2 separate regions of the Zea mays genome follow, and region 2 is linked to region 1. The links are chromatin contacts, called in public Hi-C maps. All regions are on one chromosome and are shown on one strand. Each heading gives the region's core, a stretch centred on a gene start, on an enhancer-like site or on the middle of the called end of the contact. The rest is flanking DNA. Distances are from core to core; before and after follow the strand shown.

The links. A called contact is a pair of places that touch in the nucleus more often than the background predicts.
Region 2: a contact with region 1 is called in a Hi-C map of leaf, with 7 times the contacts expected there. The contact joins the promoter of LOC103634327 here to the enhancer-like site in region 1. A contact is called at or near these places in 9 of 25 Hi-C or Micro-C datasets (bundle sheath, ear, endosperm and 2 more) and 1 of 3 datasets of contacts at active chromatin or transcription factors (leaf).

The regions. Positions count from the first base shown.
Region 1 is chr7:164,682,321-164,687,496 of Zm-B73-REFERENCE-NAM-5.0, forward strand. No RefSeq gene overlaps it. Among protein-coding and RNA genes, the nearest start is that of LOC103633272, 5.2 kb to the right of the region's middle. Within about 2 kb of position 2,826, at least 20 of the 20 cell types and tissues checked have an H3K27ac peak or open chromatin away from gene starts, as enhancers often do. A contact at or near this core is called in bundle sheath, ear, endosperm and 2 more, where this site is marked.
Region 2 is chr7:164,720,789-164,725,964 of Zm-B73-REFERENCE-NAM-5.0, forward strand. LOC103634327 reads right to left here and starts at 2,892. Exons shown (of 9, transcript XM_020541732.2): 1 at 2,878-2,892; 2 at 1,502-1,729; 3 at 709-987. The coding sequence starts at 2,892. It overlaps LOC103633275 (BTB/POZ domain-containing protein At3g22104), which reads left to right and starts at 4,363. Exons shown (of 3, transcript XM_008654972.4): 1 at 4,363-4,918. The coding sequence starts at 4,394.

The sequences.
Region 1 (5,176 bases), core at 1,576-4,075:
TAACAATAACATCGACGTCTACAAAAAAAAAGTTTGTATTGATCCAACTTAACATAAAAATATTTTTTTTATATGTAGTATATAGAAGAAATAGAGAAACAGCACCGCCAGACATGTGGGCCCACCATCATGTCAGCAAAAACAACCACTCTGAATGGTTAAGATGGTTATTTTATATGGCTTTAAAGTTGATGTGTGGTAAGTTATCCGGCATTTGAGTTTGAGTGTTTTCTAAATTGAGTGACAAGTTTTTGCGGTAAATTAACTAGATATTACTCCAAAAGTAAAATGGATGCAATCGTATTGCCCGAAGGGAGTCAGACTCCACCAGCTACTGAAAATGGTACGCTCTTTCCCTTTCACAAAAAGAACCGGATACGAAAGCTAGATGACATGACAGGGTTGTTCACAAGGGGAAAAAACTCTCGAACATTGAAAAAAAAGATGACCAGGAGATGGAATGCGATCAAAGAAAACAGAAATAGCCCCAAGCTAGGTCGGCAGGTCGCCATGACATCAAAATATATTGAGTGACGATCGAGGAACCCTTCATGAATGGTAACTAAGGTGCCGTTTAATTCACATAATTAACGTAATTAGGTTACGGATAACGGTAAACTATATTTGTTTAAATCTAACTATAATTAGATATCATACTAGAAATTAATATCGATATATTAAAATTTATTACTGGTGATACTGAAGTGTAAATCATTACTGTTGTCGTTTATGTAACGTTTCGTGAACCGACGGCAGCTAAAAGCCTTTGGATCCGTCGTATCTAAGAAAGGAACGCGATGGAAAAACACATGCTGGTTTTCGTTCAGTGAATAAAGGGCTAGCTGCACTGACTGTCCACCAGGCAACTGGAAAATTTTAGGTCCAATCAAGCTGAAAACGAGGGTGACGAGACACCCACATGGTACGAATACGATAAACATGAGTTGCATTGCATCTGAAATCATCCTTCTGAACCGGTTACATAGTACCGCCAATTGGAGGCGGTGTTCAGTCTGAACTCCACCATGTGCATGCCAATCTGACCTTGTCGTGTTTGCAAGGTACCTTGGCCCTTTATTTTGGGGTCCCTGAACAAAGCAAAGCAAAGCAAGTGTTGCCGGTGCTTTACAATTTTGTCAGGTCGTTTTTCTTCCCCGTTTGTTTAGGGTCTTTATCTAAGCGGCATGCACATGCATATCGTTAGTTCAACAGCTCACCAGCTGGAGTCACAGGACCGCAGCTGCCTTTGGTGTGTTTGGTTGTGGGACAGCTAGGACGGGATCATCCCCTGACATCCTCTGTCGTCCCTCCAATTTTAAGGGATAACAGGGGACAACACTAGATAGTACTGTCTCAACCCTTGACCCAGAACCAAACAACCTAATTTGAGGGATCGTCCCATCCCGTCCTGTCATTGCAACCAAACGTAGTTAGTCCATGTTTTAAGTCACCAGTTTTCAAGAAACCAGTTTTATCTTTTAGTTAAGAAAGACCAGCTTCTTGGAGTTTATGTAACTGAAATCTAATTTCTATAAACTGTGTTATAAACTGGTATGTTTGGACCAGCTCAATTTATATAAACCGATTTTTTAAAAACTGGATGCATCCAAACAAGGTCTAGTTAGCATATTGGCTAACTACTTGTACAGAAACCTGAAACAGAGTTGTCGTCTTTGTTGGTTTTTCCAGAGTCCAATGATGAGGAAAATGGGTGGGTGGTTGGGGGAATGAACACGTTTTATTAATCTAATAGTAGTAGCTGTTTACAGGCGCGCAAGATGCAACGAACACCATTAGTAGCGTCCGCATCTCAGTGCGCTCGACCGATGAAGCAAAGCAAAGCAAAGAGCGAGGGACTGCTGGTGATAGACCACTGAAGTCTGAGGAGCACGACGACGGAGAGGAAGTCGTAGTGTAGTGCTCGTCCACACCACGCTCATCATTAGCCACCTTTTCGCCTCGCCCCGTCACGGCGGCCTTGGCTGGCCTCTCCAAAGAAGGCGCGTGGCGAGGGAGAGACCACGGAACCAAAGCCGAGGCGAATCACTCGCTGCCGATGCCGATTGATCTGTCTCGAACGGGTTCAGCTCAAATCCCAGCCAGGCACATGCATAGACATAGCAGGCAGCAGAATCAGCCGGTGAGATGGGTATCCTTGCGAAAACGAGAGGCGTGCGTCGTCCTCTTTCCGCAGCCGGCCGGGTCCTCTTCAACGCCCTTTTCAGGTAGGCAGGCTCGGCTCGGCTCGGGCCCTTTTTCCGTTTGAGATCGTCGCAGGAAGATATGATATGATACGATCCCGTAGTCTGCCACTACTGAGCTATCATAGATAGGAGTAGTAGTATAGGACGCCCGCCGTCCGCCGGCATGTGCAGTGGCACAGCTGCAGGAGGTTGGTTTGTGAAGCTGAACGTACCTGGACTCACTGGAGACGATGGTCAACCGCAGGTTACTTCGCTTGCAGTTGCAGTTGCAGTTGCAGCTGCAGAGGATGAGAGGACGGCGACGAGGCGCTGAGCAGCATCCGGGAGCTGGCGAGCTGCAGCCTCGTGGTCACGGCAGTGGCAGTGCCCCCTGCAGGATTCCCATGACTCCTAGCTCCAGTAATCCTAGTGGGGCTGGCTGAATCTTGCTAGTCCTGTCTTGAAGCTCCGGCAGCAGCATGATCCATCAGTGTCCTTGGCGACGAAAAATGCACGCATGCAAATCTCCTGTTGGTGGGCCGGGCCGACTGGGCAACGAGAAGCCAGCCAGGCCAGACGATAAGTAAGAGGAGGAACAGCGGGCGGGCTTTGGTAATGCACGGGGCAGGCAGCCCATAAAGGATTGAAAGTAGGAATACACATTGCACCAAGATGGGCCTAATTCTTGCCTAAACGACTAATGTGGCCTAGCTAGTGCCAGCTTCCTTTTCCTTGCTCTAACGACTAGTGACAAAGCATGCGGACGACGCATGCTGCTGCCGCCGCCGCCGCCGCCGCCGCCGCCGCTGCCGAGCTGCGTGACATTTGGCGTTTGACTGACCTGAGGAGCGGCCGGCACAGTCGCACAAACCAACGCGTTTGATTTCTAGTATCATTCTGGACTGATTTTTCATTAATGTAACCAACTTTTCTGGAGATAAGTTTTCTGCTTTGAGATAAAAAAAAAGATATGCTATATATACTAGTCATTAAATTCAGTAGCTCATCACTGATTGTTGCAATGCAAATTTTAAATATAAATGAGTAAACATGAGATTAAGAAGGAGAACGTCGGTTTGAGCTTATTTGAACAATCGGTCAGGGATCGATCGATCTAGGTGGTGTTTGTTTGTGCTTATTTCCACCTTTTGGCCGTCAGAAGCTGATGCGAGCTGACAAACAGTTCGGTTTTCAATCCGTTTTTGTGAGAATCGTTTTGGTGAAAATTATACTAAATCAACGTGAATATATAATCAGTCGAGTCGTCGTGTTAGTAGTAATTCACCACTTTCTAGATCCTAAATCCTATAGATCTGTTTATCTTCCTTCGTATATAATCTCTACGATACTCAAATTCTCTCTACAGCTGATTCTTAGAATAGTTTGTCAGAAAAAAAAGGCTAAAACAAACAGGCCTCTAGATATCTTGCGCCATGAGCTTATTCGAACCCTGGCACCGACCATCTTGGGCCTCCCCCACATACAGGCCCTCAAGGTTCATGTCAACCGGCCAGTGAAAAGCATATGCCACACCTGCGAAACTTTAAGATCGGATAGATTACATCCGTGGGTCAAATTCTTCACATGGGTACCCGTTGGATTTCAGATTTACGGATTAAAATTGTCATTACCGAGAACCCATTGGCAGTCACCGCTCTGTCTGGATCTCGAGTTCCTATGCCCGTCTATCTGCATGGGCATGGCGCGGACGGGCCACTTTATTTACGTCACCTGCAATGCAAGCTTGCGATGAGAATCTCAAAGCCACTACCCGCCGCTACGGTGCAGCTACTTGTACGGCCAGGGCCAGCCAATACATACAAGGTCCGACGGCTGCAGCTCCGACGGTTTGCCCATCCTTCTTGACCCTTGTCGTGTTCCTTTCTTTCTGCTCCACTGCTCCAAACTTTGGGAAGAACGTACGTACGGCCAGGCCACACGGGCCACCCTAGCTAGGGAAGACATGCAGCATGTTTAAATTTGATTTTGCTCCCTTCACAAGCAAGCAAGCAATATCGGTCCCTTCTTTTTTTGGGTCCTCCAACCATGCAAAAGCTGTCGTCCCCCTAGCTTAGGATGCTTGCTACTCCGTGATATACCTTGATTAATTAGCTATCGTAATTAACCATCCAGTGTGAGCCTGACGACCATGACGTAAATAAGTGGTCTAATAAGTGATTTGACATGAGTGTGCTAGCTAGCTCCAAGGAACTGCATAATTGTCTCTCTAATGAAAAAAAAAATCCTACTACTCTGATTGATTTGGCTCCGCCACGACGTCATGCGTGCGGTCAGGGGCGGATTTACGACCGGGGCTGCCTGGCTGCAGCCCCGGTCGCGGCCCAGTAACGCGAGCAATAGGTCCATAGCGATTTTGTGCCCAGCTCTGCCTCGTGCTGCGATTTCGTGCCCACTGTCCAGCCTCGCGCGGCCGCGCCTAACCTAATCCAGCCGCCGCCTGCTAGGTCGCCAGCCGTGGAAGACTCGCGGCACCGCGCGTCCGCGCCACCGCCCAGGCGCTCACGGCCCGACGCCCGCAGCACGCAGCGGCGCAGGCACGCAGCGTTGCTTGCCTAGTCGCTGGAGGCCAAAGCTGCCGTCCGCTGAACCGGACCGCCGGATGAGCGGAGCCCACAGGACACCCCTGGCCGTAAATCCGCCCCTGGCCGCAGCGACGCTCGCCCCGCCCGCGCCTGGACCCGGAGCACCGCCGAGGCCCGGAGCACCGCGGCCACAGGCCACCGCCGTTGTCCAGCCGAGCAACCGTGAGCCGAGCAGAGCAGGGGTTTGTGATTTGAAGTTTGATTTGAATTTGATTATTTATTTGATAGTAATTTCGTGTTTAATTATAGGAATAAGATGAACATGATGTTTAATTATTGCTTGATGTTTTCGATGTGCATGGGCAGTGGCGGATCCAGGGGTTTAATTATTTTTTTTGTTTGATTTAAATTTTTTTGTTATAGTCTTAGTAGCCCCCTCTTGTATCAATC
Region 2 (5,176 bases), core at 1,642-4,141, 39 kb after region 1:
CCTTACGACTATAAAAGGGAGGACCAGGGCCTTCTCAGAGAAGGTTGGCCGCGCGGGACCGAGGACGGGACAGGCGCTCTCTTGGGGCCGCTCGCTTCCCTCACCCGCGTGGACGCTTGTAACCCCCCTACTGCAAGCGCACCTGACCTGGGCGCGGGACGAACACGAAGGCCGCGGGACTTCCACCTCTCTCACACTCGACTCCGGCCACCTCGCCTCTCCCCCCTTCGCGCTCGCCCACGCGCTCGACCCATCTGGGCTGGGGCACGCAGCACACTCACTCGTCGGCTTAGGGACCCCCCTGTCTCGAAACGCCGACATGAAATGACACAGATTGCAGCGTCGTCTGGCGGCAAGGGCGGCGTTGGTGCTTCCGCGAGGGCCAAAGGCCAGACGGTGAGAGCGCAGCACCAGCAGCAACAGCCGGAGACGCCCGCCGAGCCGGAGCGGAGCTACGGAGGATGTCGCGGGTGGGACCGTGGGAGTGGGAGGCAGAGGTTTGGGACTTACGGGTAGGTTCCGACGCGAGCGGCGTCGAGAAGGCGGAGCGAAAGGCTACCAGAGCGAGAGCTGCGGAGGGAGCCATCAGGGCGACGGGGAGAGGGAGGTGAGGCCACCCCCCGGAGACGAGGGAGAGGGTAGAAAGGAACGGGAAACAGACTTGATTTGAAGAAAAAGAGGACAGGGGGCTGATTTGACAGATACTACCAGGCAGCGGTGGCCGTGCAGACAGGTTGCAGTTGGGCGCGTGGCGGAGCTGCCGGAGGAGCCGCGGCGGGCGCGGATGGGGAAGGAGGTGCGGGCGCGGCAACAGGGTAGCGGCGCCTGCACGGGGAGGGAGAGAGTGCGGTGGGTGTCGACGCGGCGAGGAAGAGGATGAGGTGGCGGTGCAGGTACGAAGAGGATGAGCGGGTGTGCTCGCATCGTCGAAGAAGGGAGGGGATTGGAGGCGGAGCCGACCACGGAGGAGGAGGACCGGACGCAACGCTGCAATTTGGTTGATTTGAAGTAAAATTTCGGGTCCGTGGTGTGCAGCCACGCGTTGGCTCGCGCGCGGCCGAGAGCGCGTGAAACGCGGGGAGAGACTGAAACCGGAGCGTCTTTTAACTAAAGGTAATATAGTGATGTTAGCTAGCTTGGCAGTACAGTGTTCCGGACAGAGTAAAGGCAATTAGCTGTATCAGAATGGCAACATGATGCAAATGGAGCGAGCACGTACGGGCACGGCCGCCCTCCGGACTCCGTTGGCGCGCGCGCGCCCACGTCGGACCACACATCTTCCCCCCGCCGGCCCGCTGTCTGGTACGCACACGGATGCACGCCACGTGACGATTGGACTCCCATGGGCGATGCGCTGGGCCTGGACCTGGACCTGGCAGGGGCAGCGCGACCGACCATGACTCTGACTGAGGGCCGCGCAGCGCATGTCCGGCGTCGGAGTCCGCGCGACAGTTGAGAATGTGGCGTCCACGAGGAATTAAATGCTAATACTCCGTAGTACCGGACGGGCGGCGCCGAGCGAGCAACGCACGGCACGCATCAGAGACAGGGAGGAGCCTGCTGGAGCTGCTATCTCCTTCGTTTCCGGCTTCCGGCCCCGAGTACGTACACCGACGGCCAACGCCTCGTTTAGGCATGCGGTGCAGCACACCACCAGCACCAAGCGTGGCCTGACCAGCTGGTTGTTTGCCACCGCTCGCTGCAGCCTGGCTGCCTGGTCCCTCCCTCCCTGCATGCATGCACAGCACAGCACAGTCCAGTCCACACTCCACAGAGAGGTGTTTGTGGAGACCAGCACGCAGCAGCAGCAGCAGCTATCCCTTTTCTACACTTTTCAACATGAATGATGGTTTGCGCCTCGTGGTGGCCTTTGCAGACAAAGGAGATTGGGAGGAGAAAAGGCCAGAGTCTGTTTGTCACGGACTAGGTGACGAGCATATTCTTCTCCATCCTGCTGGCTGCTGCGGTGCGCTGCTGCCACTCCTCGCCTGTTGATTCAATTCACCGGTGAACGCACACACACACAGAGAGAGAGAGAACACCAGCAGTTCGTTCGGTTTCATTCAAACGCACAAGAGCCCTTAATTTGCCACCACTCCGCGTCTCATCTATAGTAGGGGGGGGGGGTTAGGAATAAGACTGGGTTAGATACAATCAAACAGACGTGGACTAGTGCCCTGCGTTTTAAGATGAACTTAACACCATGCTACGCCATGAGAGAGAGAGAAGCATTTGCAAGTAAGCGGCGTGGGTAGATCGATCACCCGTGTGGTGTGGGCCGGATGAGGCGCGGCCGACGGTGGGAGGGACACTCTGCACTGCGCTGGACAGTGGACACTGTGCTCAGCATCCTTTATTTAATCTTTGTTTTAGCTTCTCGGAGAGCATCCAAAAAGGCCGAGGAAGAAACAAAGCCCCGCGGCCTAAAAAGGCACTCGAGTGCCCATGGACCATGCAATGCAATGCAATGCATGCACTTTTCTTTTTTTCTTTATACTAGTACATGTATGTAATGAACCCCATGCACATCAGGGCTGTCAGAGTTGTCCCTCTGTAAACACTTGACGCTTTACAGTCAGTACGTAGTATGGGCTAATTTACAGTTTATGCAAGTCAACCGTTCGACTGCCTCCTGTCATGCCGTTTACCCCGCATGTCTGAAGATGTTTAGCGGCGGCCCACGAGGGGAGAGAGGTCCTGTCCTCACTCCGCTACAAGACAAGCCCACGAATCTGAGACCCCCTCCCCACTCCCCTCGCTGCACGGCCCGCTGTTGCCCCGCCTTTATTATCCGTTTGTGTGGGATTGGGGATGGGAACACAAACATAGCGCAGTGGGAACGGGCGGCAGGGCATCGTCTCGTGCTTGTGTACGCACCAGATCAGCAGCCATTGGGCGGCGGCCAACCGAATCCATAACCAACAGCGGCCACTGCCAAATGGCACGTGGACCGCAGTGGGAACGGCTGGGTCACGAGGACCGTAACCGTATAGCACTATCCGTGTAGTTGTAGCACTAGCGCTACTATGTAATTGTAGCACATGCCAGCGTCACGATGCTCGGTTTTATGTTACACTACAATATGTACGTGAGCCAATTGTCCGGGCGTTTACTGCCACCGGCCGGGCCCCCCCTCATCCGGCAGTCTTCCAGTGTCGAGTCGAATCAGGTTAAAAAATTTGCTCACGATTCTCTAAAGATGACACATCCATCAGAACACCACTCCAGTAGCACTGCCAACTCTTAAATATGGGCCGCTGCAACTGAGAAACGACCTCTGCCTGCACGCAAACGAATTTCCGTAGCGATCGATCCCTGTCGCGGAGAAATCGGGAACGTTCTGCCATCTCCGTCCCCGTTTAGCCATCCGAGAATACAATTTCTCCATTTATATCCTCGCGCCATTATCTAATTGAGAAATTTCCAGCGAAGAATCAGGGATCAGTTTCTCATTGCCATCTCTATTCATGACGTAACATACGAGGTAAGATTACAATGCGTCATTGGCAATTACTACGGGTGATCCCAGTCCTCACTATCCGAACGCGCAGGATATTGTACAGCACGTGTCGAGATTACATATCGATCATGATAATCTTCCTTGTTTAACAATAAATACGGGTAATGTTCTTCAGTTTCATAAGTTCATAATATCTTGTGCGTGATTTGACGCCCGCAAAAAAATATCTGCCGTGTCTGTGCGCATTTTTTTTTGACAAGGAACGCCTTCCGTCAACATTAGGAAACATCCCCACGAAGGATGACTACTCGAGCTTTCAACTTGTTCTCTTTTTTTTTAGTTTCTGTAGTATTTGTTTTTTTTTCTAGTTTGCATTAGTACATGACCCATTTGTGCATTTTAAAGCACCTTGGAACACTTGCTGTTAGTTGTAACGGTAAATAAATCAACGTAGTAGGTGCGGATGCGGCCTCATGCATCTTTGGAAGATGATCTGGAGTTTTGTCCTTATTACCTCCAGAAAGTTGGAAAAGAGACAGGCGCACTTGCGATGCGCTGTTTTGTAGTAGCATATTGAACCAGGAATTTTTTTCTCGTTTTGAAGAAAGATAAGGTTTGTTTGGCTGTAACTAAGTCAAATAACCTGTTACGTAGGCTGAAGGAGGGTTTGTCTCTGCTGTCTACAAATATTAAGGTCAATTATCTAGACTATTGCAGTTGTAATATATAGAGCCAAAACACTGTAAAAATAATAAAAATCGATACGAATTAAAGCCAAACAAACATGCTATAAATATTCATTCTGACGGTACTATGAATCCAAACAGAGCCAGGTTTTCAAATCCTTGTCGTCTTAAACCAGCAACCCAAGCGAAAGTAGTAAAGAACATGATCTCGTGTGGGAGGATCAGACAATCTCGATGTCACGTGGAAATGACCAACTCAGATGCTCTTTGCTTGCAATCTCAGTCGACGCATAAACAACGCATTTCTGCCTATACCTGTCTGCTGCTGCTGGTGCTATCTCTTTCAGGGATCCAGTCTTCTTCATCAACACCAAACCCATCGGGTATTCCTGTAACAAATCCAAAAACCACCTCCATTCTTCTCTCTCCCACCATCTTTTTGTTGCCCATATCTTTGGTGCAGGGAAAGGACTCCCGCAGCAGCACAGGCAGGCATAGCCGCATAGCACCCGAGTGGCCAGGCCAGGCACACACTACAGCTACAGTATATGATACGTGCGAGTGCAAAGGGCAGGGCAGAGAAAAATCAGGAACCAGCCTTACATATTCCCCAAAGCTCCCCCCCTCCCTGCAAAGCTCCACACTCGCAGTACTCGCAGCACGGCAGAGGGTGTCAGTCAGGGCGCGAGCAGGAGCAGCTCAGGATCCACCAACTTCGTTTGGCCCCGCCCGTCGCCGTCTGAGCCGAGCCATTGACTGCTCAGAGCATCAGGTGCGCTTGGGCGTCTAGCCATTTGGCGGCTTGGGCTTTCTGCGTGGGTGCCGCATCCCGCCGCCCCCCCCCTGCTTCCATCCCCATCGCCGCAGCCTTTTTTTTTTTTTTTGCCTCGCTTCGTCGCCATGTTGCTTTAAAGTTCAAATTGCTCGCGGGATCGGGAGGGGAGGAAGGAACGACGAGTCTAAGTTGCGCTTGCGCCGGAAAGATGAGCCGTGTCGGTGTCGTCCTTGAGGTGGATGTGAACGGCGAGGA